Regions from separate parts of the Mus musculus genome. Here regions 1 and 3 are each linked to region 2. A link is a contact called in public HiChIP or PLAC-seq and promoter capture Hi-C data. All regions are on one chromosome and are shown on one strand. The core of a region is the stretch at or near the end of the contact, and the rest is flanking DNA. Distances in the headings are between cores, read along the strand shown. Region 1 holds the start of Rhebl1 (Ras homolog enriched in brain like 1). Region 2 holds the start of Ccdc65 (coiled-coil domain containing 65). Region 3 holds the start of Lalba (lactalbumin, alpha).

Evidence for each region. HiChIP or PLAC-seq counts read pairs in DNA pulled down with a chosen protein or histone mark. Capture Hi-C pulls out chosen DNA fragments and counts their contacts.
Region 1: an H3K27ac HiChIP or PLAC-seq map of embryonic stem cells shows a contact between it and region 2, with 4 times the contacts expected there. The contact joins the promoter of Rhebl1 here to the promoter of Ccdc65 in region 2. A contact is called at or near these places in 2 of 39 promoter capture datasets (embryonic stem cells and hippocampal neurons), 4 of 115 datasets of contacts at active chromatin or transcription factors (the SCID.adh cell line, embryonic stem cells and pancreatic cancer cells) and 1 of 9 other capture datasets (pancreatic islet).
Region 3: a promoter capture Hi-C map of liver shows a contact between it and region 2. The contact joins the promoter of Lalba here to the promoter of Ccdc65 in region 2. A contact is called at or near these places in 3 of 39 promoter capture datasets (embryonic stem cells, frontonasal cranial neural crest and hematopoietic stem and progenitor cells), 1 of 115 datasets of contacts at active chromatin or transcription factors (embryonic stem cells) and 2 of 9 other capture datasets (liver and pancreatic islet).

Annotation. Positions count from the first base shown.
Region 1 is chr15:98,880,025-98,882,938 of GRCm38.p6, reverse strand. It overlaps Rhebl1 (Ras homolog enriched in brain like 1), which reads left to right and starts at 1,525. Exons shown (of 8, transcript NM_026967.4): 1 at 1,525-1,789; 2 at 2,360-2,431. The coding sequence starts at 1,738. It also overlaps a transcript of Dhh not described here.
Region 2 is chr15:98,706,746-98,709,863 of GRCm38.p6, reverse strand. It overlaps Ccdc65 (coiled-coil domain containing 65), which reads right to left and starts at 1,670. Exons shown (of 8, transcript NM_153518.2): 1 at 1,328-1,670; 2 at 642-809. The coding sequence starts at 1,468.
Region 3 is chr15:98,481,254-98,484,429 of GRCm38.p6, reverse strand. Lalba (lactalbumin, alpha) reads left to right here and starts at 1,747. Exons shown (of 4, transcript NM_010679.1): 1 at 1,747-1,894; 2 at 2,199-2,357; 3 at 2,825-2,900. The coding sequence starts at 1,759.

The DNA of each region.
Region 1 (2,914 bases), core at 276-2,775, 170 kb before region 2:
TGTGATGGAAGAGTTTGTTCACGGCAGACAGCAAACCAAAGCAGGCATGAAGAGTCCAGAATGAAGCAGAGCCAGGCATGGTGGCGCAAGCCTTTAATTCCAGCACTCGGGAGGCAGAAGCAGAGTTCGAGGCCAGCCTGGTCTACAGAGTGAGTTCCAGGACAGCCAGGGCTACACAGAGAAACCCTGTCTTGGAAAAAACAAAAAACAAAAACCAAACAAACCAGAGTGAAGCAGAGCCTTAGGAACACCGGCCACCAGCGGCCAACTTCCTAGGTTCTACCTCAACGGGATGAACCCGCTGGTTAATTTGAAGCTGTCCATGACATACATACTTGTCTCCCTAAGGTTTTGTGCATATGTGTGTGTGTGCATGTGTGTGTGTGTGTTCTGGGGACTGCAAACAAGGCTGGCCTCATGCAGCTCCAAACTCTGAATAAATTTAAATGCCAGGAAAACAGATGCCATGTTTATCTCTTTTAGCAAGCCTGCAACAGTGTCTTGTCCAGAGCATGCGGAACATGGGCAACAGCCTTTTTTCTTTTTTTAGAACAAGGTCTTTTGGGCTCAAACTCACTACATAGCTGAGGCCGTAATGAGTTTGAACTCCTCCTGACCTTCTTGTCTTCACCTCTTAAATCCTTCGATTATAGACGTATGCTTTTCTTTTCCTTTTTCCCTTTTTCTGGACAAGGTCTTGGGTGGCTTGATCTTGTATAGCCCAGGCCAGTCTCAAACTCAGCATCCTCCTGCCTCAGTCAGTATTTGTTGAATAAATGAGTGTCCTGGGTATGATAAGGAAACCTAAGACTGCATACACACTGAAATAATTTCCCAAACAACAAGAACTCCAGTTCTGTGAAATCAGAGGCCTAGAACCCACCCCCACTCCTGAGAACAGGTTTCTCTGTGTAGCCCTGGCTGTCCTGAAAATCACTCTGTCAATAAGGCTGGCCTCAAACTCTGAGACATGCCCTTCTCTGCCTCTCGAGTGCTGGGATTAAATCCGTGCTTCAAGGGCCTAGAATCTTTTCAACAAAACCTCCAGCCCAAAGCCACGTGTAGTGGTGCACCCCTTTGATCCAGTACTGGGGAGGAGGAGGCAAGTGGATCCCAGTGAGTTTGAAGCCAGCAAGATCTATAGAGAGAGCTGTAGGCCAGTCAGGTTACACCAGTAAGACCCTGTCTCAAAAGCAAACACTCCAGCCGAACCACAACAGATATTTTCCTTTTCGTTTTGTATTTTCACAACAGGTGTTTTCCATCTGAGAGTCCCAGCTTCTTTGGCTAGGCAGCAAGTACCTCTAGGACCCCGGGTTCCTTTCTCTTTCTTTATGAATGAACAGGCTCAGGTCTACGCATGTGCAGCTCCCAAAGATCCCGCTCCACGTGAGGCCCGCCCTTCCCTCCTGTGGGTGACTCCGCCCTCCTCTATTCTAATAGACCAATGGGGAGCAGCATGTGGGGCGGAGCCGGGAGCCGCCCGGCTAGGTATCCCGCTCGTCTTGTCCCCTCCCCTGCCCCCCCCCCCTCGCCCAGCTCCCTTGCGTACAGCCGCTGTGTTGTGATCACGTGGGCTGCCCCGGGCGCGCGGCTTGTTTTGGTTTTCCTTGGCTTGCCGGGCGTAGCTTCAGCGAGCTACTCTTCTTCCCAGAGTCCACCTCGGCCTGCACCTCGGCTGATCTTCGGGTTCCCTCGGCCCGCACTCCTACGAGCCCCGCGGGGCGGCGTCCTGTCATGCCGCTGGTGCGCTACAGGAAGGTGGCCATCCTAGGGTACCGCTCCGTAGGTAAGTCCCCGCCCTCCCGAGAGCACGGTTGCTTTGTGGCCAGAAGAGGCGCGCTGTCGCGGAGATGTGACACGAGGACCCAATGTGGCCTGGGAAGAAGTCGGTTTTGCTGCCAGGAGATGGAAGGGTGGAGGGATGCTGGAAGAGGAGCGCGCAAGGGTTAAAGTGTACCGGGCTGTGGTTGCACCAGTCGTCCCCGCGTTGCTCTCTCTGGGAGCGGGGGTGGGATCAGTATTTGAAGGTGTGGTGGAGATCTCTGCCGGCTAGACACTTGCAAGTGTCCTTGGCCTGGTGCACTAGATCCCGGGGAATCTTTTTCAAAGGGTGAGATGGGGTGGGGCAGGAAAGGGCTTCCTGAAGCGTCACTGAATGCATCGAATCACCAAAACGTCGCGGAAATCTACTTGTTAGGATGATGGTAATAAAAGACAAAGGGTAAGCATTGCTTGGGAGCTCCCACAATCTGGGATGCTGATGTGAGGTGCCCTTTGGTCCTGGCCACAGTCCGAAAGGACAAAAGGTGTAAATATGGATGGATGACTATATTACAACAATCTTTGGTCCTTAAAGGGAAGACATCTTTGGCACATCAATTTGTGGAAGGCGAGTTCCTGGAAGGCTACGATCCTACAGTGGAGAATAGTAAGTAGTTGCATCCCCCCCCCAACACCCCCCACCACTTTGTTTTTTGTTTTGAGACAAGGTTTCTTTGTGTATCCTTGGCTGCTAGAACTAGCTTTGTAGACCAGATTGGCTTCGAATTCAGAGATCCTCCTGCCTCTGCCTCTGGAATACTAGGATTAAAGGCGTGCGCCACTACCACCTGGCATGAGTAATTTTCTTTAGTGTGAAGGGGATGGAACCTAGATAGACTGGGTGCCCTCTCAAACTCCATAATTTGAGATTTCTTTGTTGCAAAGAGGATGGTTTGTTTATAGGGTCCACTAATCAGCTCTGGGAGTCCCATTCTAGTGTCTAGAGCGTGGCGTTTGTGCCGTTCTAGACCAGGATAGTATAGATCAAGAGGTTCTCAGTCTCTGAGTTGAGACCCCATTTGCAACCCTGTACCTCCAAAAATATGTACATTGCGGTTCACGACGATAGCGAAATCATAGCTATGAAGTA
Region 2 (3,118 bases), core at 421-2,920:
CACGTTTGTCACAGCCTGTGCCTGGTGAAGGCTTGAAGGCTGATTAGGTAGATCCAGCTGTGTAGCTCACACCTGCCACTCCAGCAGTTGGGAAGTTGGGGTAGGAGGGTGGGGAGTTCACGGTTATCTATCCTGTTACGTGTGAGTCTGAGGCCATTATAGGAAAGCATGGCTTTGTCTCAAAAGTAATAATAATAGTAATAACAATAATAGGATACATGACTTTGTCTCAAAATAATAATTAATAATAATAGTAACAGCAGCAGCAATAACAACAATAAATAATAAATAATTCACTAGGCCCATTCTACCTAGGAAGGTCTGGAAGCCATCCCCGCCTGCTCTCTGGAGAGAGTGCATACTTTTTTTTTTTTCCCTTTTTCCTTTTCCTTTTCCTTCTTTTTTCCCTTTTCCCTTTCCCTTTTCTTTTTTCTTTCTTTCTTTCTTTCTTTCTTTCTTTCTTTCTTTCTTTTTTTTTTTGGGGGGGGGTCTTTTTGAGACAGGGTTTCTCTGTGTAGCCCTGGCTGTCCTGGAACTCACTCTGTAGACCAGGCTGGCCTTGAACTCAGAAATCCACCTGCCTCTGCCTCTCGAGTACTGGGATTAAAGGTGTGCGCCACCACGCCCGAGAGGGTGCATACCTTGATGACGCTGTCCTTACAGTCCACCACGCGTTCAAAGGTCTGGCTGAGGATCTCGATGTCTTGGTGAAGCTCTCTGGTCTTCACCTCCCTGAGGATGGTTCTCCACTGCGTGTTAATCTTATTAAGGTTTAGAGCGCTGTTGTGTTCTTCTTTGGCCAACTTGTCCTGAGGGAGGAGTAATCACATGCGTTTCAGCCAAGGCGAAAGGTCCACCTCGGTGCTATCGATACCACGCTGAAAAATACCAGTCCCCGTGTATTCTCACAAACAAAGCCCTTGGCAGCCAACACTCGGGGGCTCCTGTTTGTGGTTTCCAATGAATGGGTTCCCTTCAGGGTGAAGCATCAGAGAAGAGTTTCTAACGACCCCACTCCAGACCCAACCTCAGAATTCAAGACAGCTGAATTTGGACACCTGACAGCATCCACTGTCCTAATTCTGGGGGCTCGGTTGATACTGCCAAACTCAATTCTCCCCTCCCCCATGTTTCACAGAGAATGCCCTAGGCAAAAACCAATGTTGTCTGAAGCCCATGTATTTTGGGACCAAGGACTTCAGAGGGATAGGAAAGGATGAAAATGAGCCTGCCACAAGGACGCGACCCCAGGCAACGGTACCAGTGCATGGGCGGTGGGTTTGGGGGTTTGGGGGTTTGGGCAGGACACACTGCAGACGAGCATCACCTTCAAGAACTGGGTGAGGAGTCTCTCTTTCTTCTTGGCTGCCTCTTCGTCAGCCAGCATCTTTTGCTGAAATATAAGCAGCTGATCTTCCTCGGACAGGGGTGCCTTGGGCAACTTGGGCTTTTTTCCTTTTTTAGACATGGCTGGGCTGCGGACTGGGTCCGGGCAAGGAGCCTCTGCCTGCTGCTACGAGCCACTTGTGAGGAATTAGAAAGAAAAACTTCCCATAGACAGGGAGGGACCTTCTGGAGCTAAGGTAATGGGGCCTTAGACCTCTGTCCTCCACGCCAAGAGTGCTCAGGCGACACCCGACTCCCAGCTGGAGAACAGAAAGACGCATCTTGTCTCCTAGCAACAAGGACCTTCGCTAAGACCGCGGGGTGAGAAATAGGGAGGCAGCATTACTTCAGCGCCCCCTGCATGCCGGAGGACCGCAGTCAGTTCTTTTAAGTAGGCTTTTTTTTTTTTTTTTTTTTTTTTTAAATCAAGAACCCTAGTCTCTCTTAAAAAAATAATAAATGTCTTCAAATAGTTTTTCCATTTTACTTTTTAATTTGGTGTATGCCTGGTTTGTCCACGTGTGTGTCTGAGCACCGTGCGCATGCCTGGTGCCTGCAGAGGTCAGAAGACAGCATCGGATTTCGTAGAACAGGTCAAAACCACTTACACATACATACAAATAATGAGATGGTTCACTGGGTAAGGGAGGTACTGCCAAGCCCAATGGTCTGAGATCACAAGCACCTGGAACCCCAGTTTCAGGAGATCAAAACACGCCTTTCTGGCCTCGGTGGACGCTGCATTAACGTGCACAAACACACATACACATAAAATATTTAAAAATATTTTGTAAATTGTCTCCTTAGTGATAGAGAGATGGCTCAGAGGCAAAGAGCACTTGCCACTCTTGCAGAAGACCTGGGTTTGGTTCCTAGCACCCACATGGGCAGCTCATGACTGTTCATAACTCCAGTCCCAGGGGATCTGACTCCCTCATCTGACCTCTGTGGACATGGGGTAGACACATGGTCCACACATATACATGCAAGAGAAACGCAAATACACATAAATAAATCTTACTAAAAAATTAAGACAGTGTTTCAGTGTAGCCCTGGATGGCCAGAAACTCACTGTATAGATAGAAATCCATCTACTTCTGCCTCGCCCCACATCCCCCACCCCCAGTGCTTGGATCAAATGTAGGAGTCATCACTTCCAGCTTAAATTTGTTTCTCTCTCTCTCTCTCTCTCTCTCTCTCTCTCTCTCTCTCTAAATGTGTGAGTGCTTCATTTGCATGTATACCTGCTTGCCTGAAGAAGGCATCAGACCCCATGACAGATGGTTGTGAGTTGATGGGAATTGAACTCAAGATCTATGGAAGAGCAGCCAGTGTTCTTAACCGCTGAGCCATCTTTTCAGCTCCTTTTTTAAAAAAGATTTATTTATTTATATGTAAGTACACTGTAGCTGTCTTCAGACACTCCAGATGAGGGAGGTTGTGAGCCACCATGTGGTTGCTGGGATTTGAACTCCGGACCTTCGGAAGAGCAGTCAGGTGCTCTTACCCACTGAGCCATCTCACCAGCCCTCTTCAGCTCCTTAAAAAAAATTTTTTTTTAACCCTACTTTTCAAGGGCAAAATCTGTGGCTAACAAAAAGATGTACACCAGTGCACACTCCCTCCTAGGAATATCTGCACCTGAAGCAGCATCGAAGCCCCCAATCACACACTGTGACCTCCAGGCAGCCAGCTGTGCCCTTCTCATGCCTGCTCTTCAGTCTTCTGTCTC
Region 3 (3,176 bases), core at 498-2,997, 230 kb after region 2:
TGCCTGTGGTCCAAGACTGTGGGTCTCCATTTCCCTCCATCACAGATACTCATTCCACAGCCCAGGGCCAGAGGCAGTTTATACAGATAGCACCATTGGGAAGACTCCATCAGACCTAACTCTTCTCATGCAGTCCTCTCCTGTGTGGTCCATGGTCATCTTTCCATCCCCACTGAGTCCCCATGGGACTTGCTCAGTGTGACAGAATTCCCGTTCTTGTCCCATACCCTCCCAGTCCTTCCGGGTAGAACACAGGAGACCCGCAGAGTCAGCATGCTTGCAGTGTTTCTGAGCATGCGTCTCTTTCCATTCAGGGGTTTCTGTTCATCCATCTTGGGTTTCACATCCTCCACACGAGTTTCAGTCATGCTGTGTTATACACTGGTTACACTGTGTAGAGGGGGATGGGGTTGAACAGAGAAGAGTGTCTCTGTCTCTGAAGATTTACAGATAATAACCAGTTGGAAGACTTCCAGTTTATAAGTCTTAGGTGGCTTGGTTAGGATGGAGACCTCGGGAGACGTCAAAAAAAAAAAATCAGGTTCATAAAATGAGCACAGGCAGGAAGGAGGGAAAGGATTATTGATGCCATGAGTGTAGTACTCCATGACAGAAAATTACAGGAATTATTTGAAACTAGTACCTGGCCCTGACTTGCTTAGGGGAGATACCTATTATAGCTTACCCAGGACCCTTTCCTGTCTGTGGCCAACCTTCGCTATCAAGGACCACTTACCCAAGAACAATGTTGCTATGAACAATGTTGCTATGAACAATGTTGCTATTAACAATGTTGCTATGGAATTAGCCTTGGATTGACACAATGTCTTAGTGACACCAAAAAGCATCTAGCTAGTTATGGCAGAGGCGATTGAGGGCAGGGCGCTTGGCAGTTTCTCTCTCTCTCTCTCTCTCTTTCTTTTTATTTTTCTTTTTTTGTTTTTTTGAGACAGGGTTTCTCTTTGTAGCTCTGGCTGTCCTGGAACTCACTCTGTAGACCAGGCTGGCCTCGAACTCAGAAATCTGCCTGCCTCTGCCACCCAAGTGCTGGGATTAAAGGCGTGCGCCACCACTGCCCGGCGCTTGGCAGTTTCTTATAGAACAGCTAGATATTTTTACACAAAACTTTTCACATTATCTATCTCCCTCCATAGGAAGTCTTGGGATCCAAGTAGTAGTTGAGTCTCATGCTAAATGCCACCATGTTCCATCCCTTTTCCCAAGGCTCTCAGTTATGAGTCTCCATATCAAGGGGCTTTCCTGGACTTTGTCCTATGGCTAGGTTGGACAGACAAATATCACCTTTGATCCTAGGATGTGATACATCCCCTTTCCACGTTCTGTATGTGTTTAGGGGTAAGCATGGAGTTGGCTGTAGCCAACTGTGTTTTCCAGTCACCTCCCTTGTATTGTCTCTGAAGCCTCCTTTGTTCCAAAAGTAGGTTAAGGAAATCCTGCTTCCTGGAAGCAGCCCTAAAAGAAATGAAGGTTTACCAGAGCCAAGTGAGAAGCTGGGTCATGTGTGGAATTATGTGGGAAGAAAACAATACTTGGTATTGACTGGATGCAGGAGATGGGGGGAGGGTGGCAGGATGGAGGGAGGCTGGCAGGCTCAGGGTTTCTATTTTGGCATAAGCATCTCTTCATCATTGTCTTCCTAGAGAGAAGGCCCGGTGCCAGGAGGCCAGAGGCCTTCTTCATACATAAAAGCAGATGAAGTGAGCGGTGTCTGCATTACAAGGTCCAGGAGCAGTCAAAATGATGCATTTCGTTCCTTTGTTCCTGGTGTGTATTTTGTCGTTGCCTGCCTTTCAAGCCACAGAGCTTACAAAATGCAAGGTGTCCCATGCCATTAAAGACATAGATGGCTATCAAGGCATCTCTTTGCTTGAATGTGAGTTCATACTACGTCCCTGCTTCCTTCCATTCCCACCTCTCCCTTCTCCTCCTTCTCTGTCTCCTCGTGGTGTGGTCTCGTACCTCTTCTTGTTCTGTCTTGACCTCTTGTATTCAATTACTTCTCCTGCCCTGCCTGTCTCCCATTGTCTGGCCTTTCTCATTTCACCAAGATAATCTGGACTTCACCACTTTTGGAGATTGGTTGGGAAGCCCCCCCCCCCCCCCCCCCGGGAAACCAGTGTTTCAATTATGGTACTCTGAGACATCTCTGAGAAAGTTCTTTCTTCTGTCTCCCTCAGGGGCCTGTGTTTTATTTCATACCAGTGGCTACGACACACAAGCTGTTGTCAACGACAACGGCAGCACAGAGTACGGACTCTTCCAGATCAGTGACAGATTTTGGTGTAAAAGTAGTGAGTTCCCCGAGTCGGAGAACATCTGTGGCATCTCCTGTGACAGTGAGTATCCTCTTTCACCACACTCTTCTGTATCTCTACAGCCTGCCTCCGAGTCCTCCCAGGCAGCCTCCTTGTTGGTACCCAGCATGTCTCAGGTGTGCTGGGTACCATATGACTTGAGATAGCAGTGCTTAGTAAGAACCTGGTCACTGGTCATGATCTCCACATGCCCAGAGAGTCCCCTAAGGTTCAGGGAAGGGTAGTTTGGGACACTTGTGAGTCTTGAAGTCTGATACGCTGTATTTTCAGGGCGTGATGAATCTGATGCTGTCTCGTGAGGTGTCCTAGGGAAGGGAATGGAGTTCCCATGGAGGGGAGGCATTATCAGACTGGCCGTTTCATATAGAAAGTCTCTAGGCCAAACCTTCAACTCAGAACCAGTTCCCCTGACTCTGGGGCCAGAGGAACCAGTCCACTGAGCTGTACTTCTTATTTGTCTTGTTCCTTCCTGCACTCTGTTATAACAGAGTTATTGGATGACGAGTTGGATGATGACATAGCGTGTGCCAAGAAGATCCTGGCTATCAAAGGAATCGACTACTGGTAAGTCGTCGTCTTTGCTCTCTTCTGACCTCCCTCTCCAGACCATTTAATTTTGGATGGAGTCTCCAAAACAAAACTCATCTAGAGTCCCAAAGGTCTACATTTAAAATGCTTCTTCGTGTCATTTTTGTGTGACAACTTCCCCGATATGAAGTTCCATGTTGGAAGACTGATGTCCAGGACTCTCTTCCCCTGGCCAGTTCTCATCCTTAAAGCCCTTGTGGTATTATTCCACATCTTTCCTAGATCTGAACTCTTATTGATTTTATTATTATT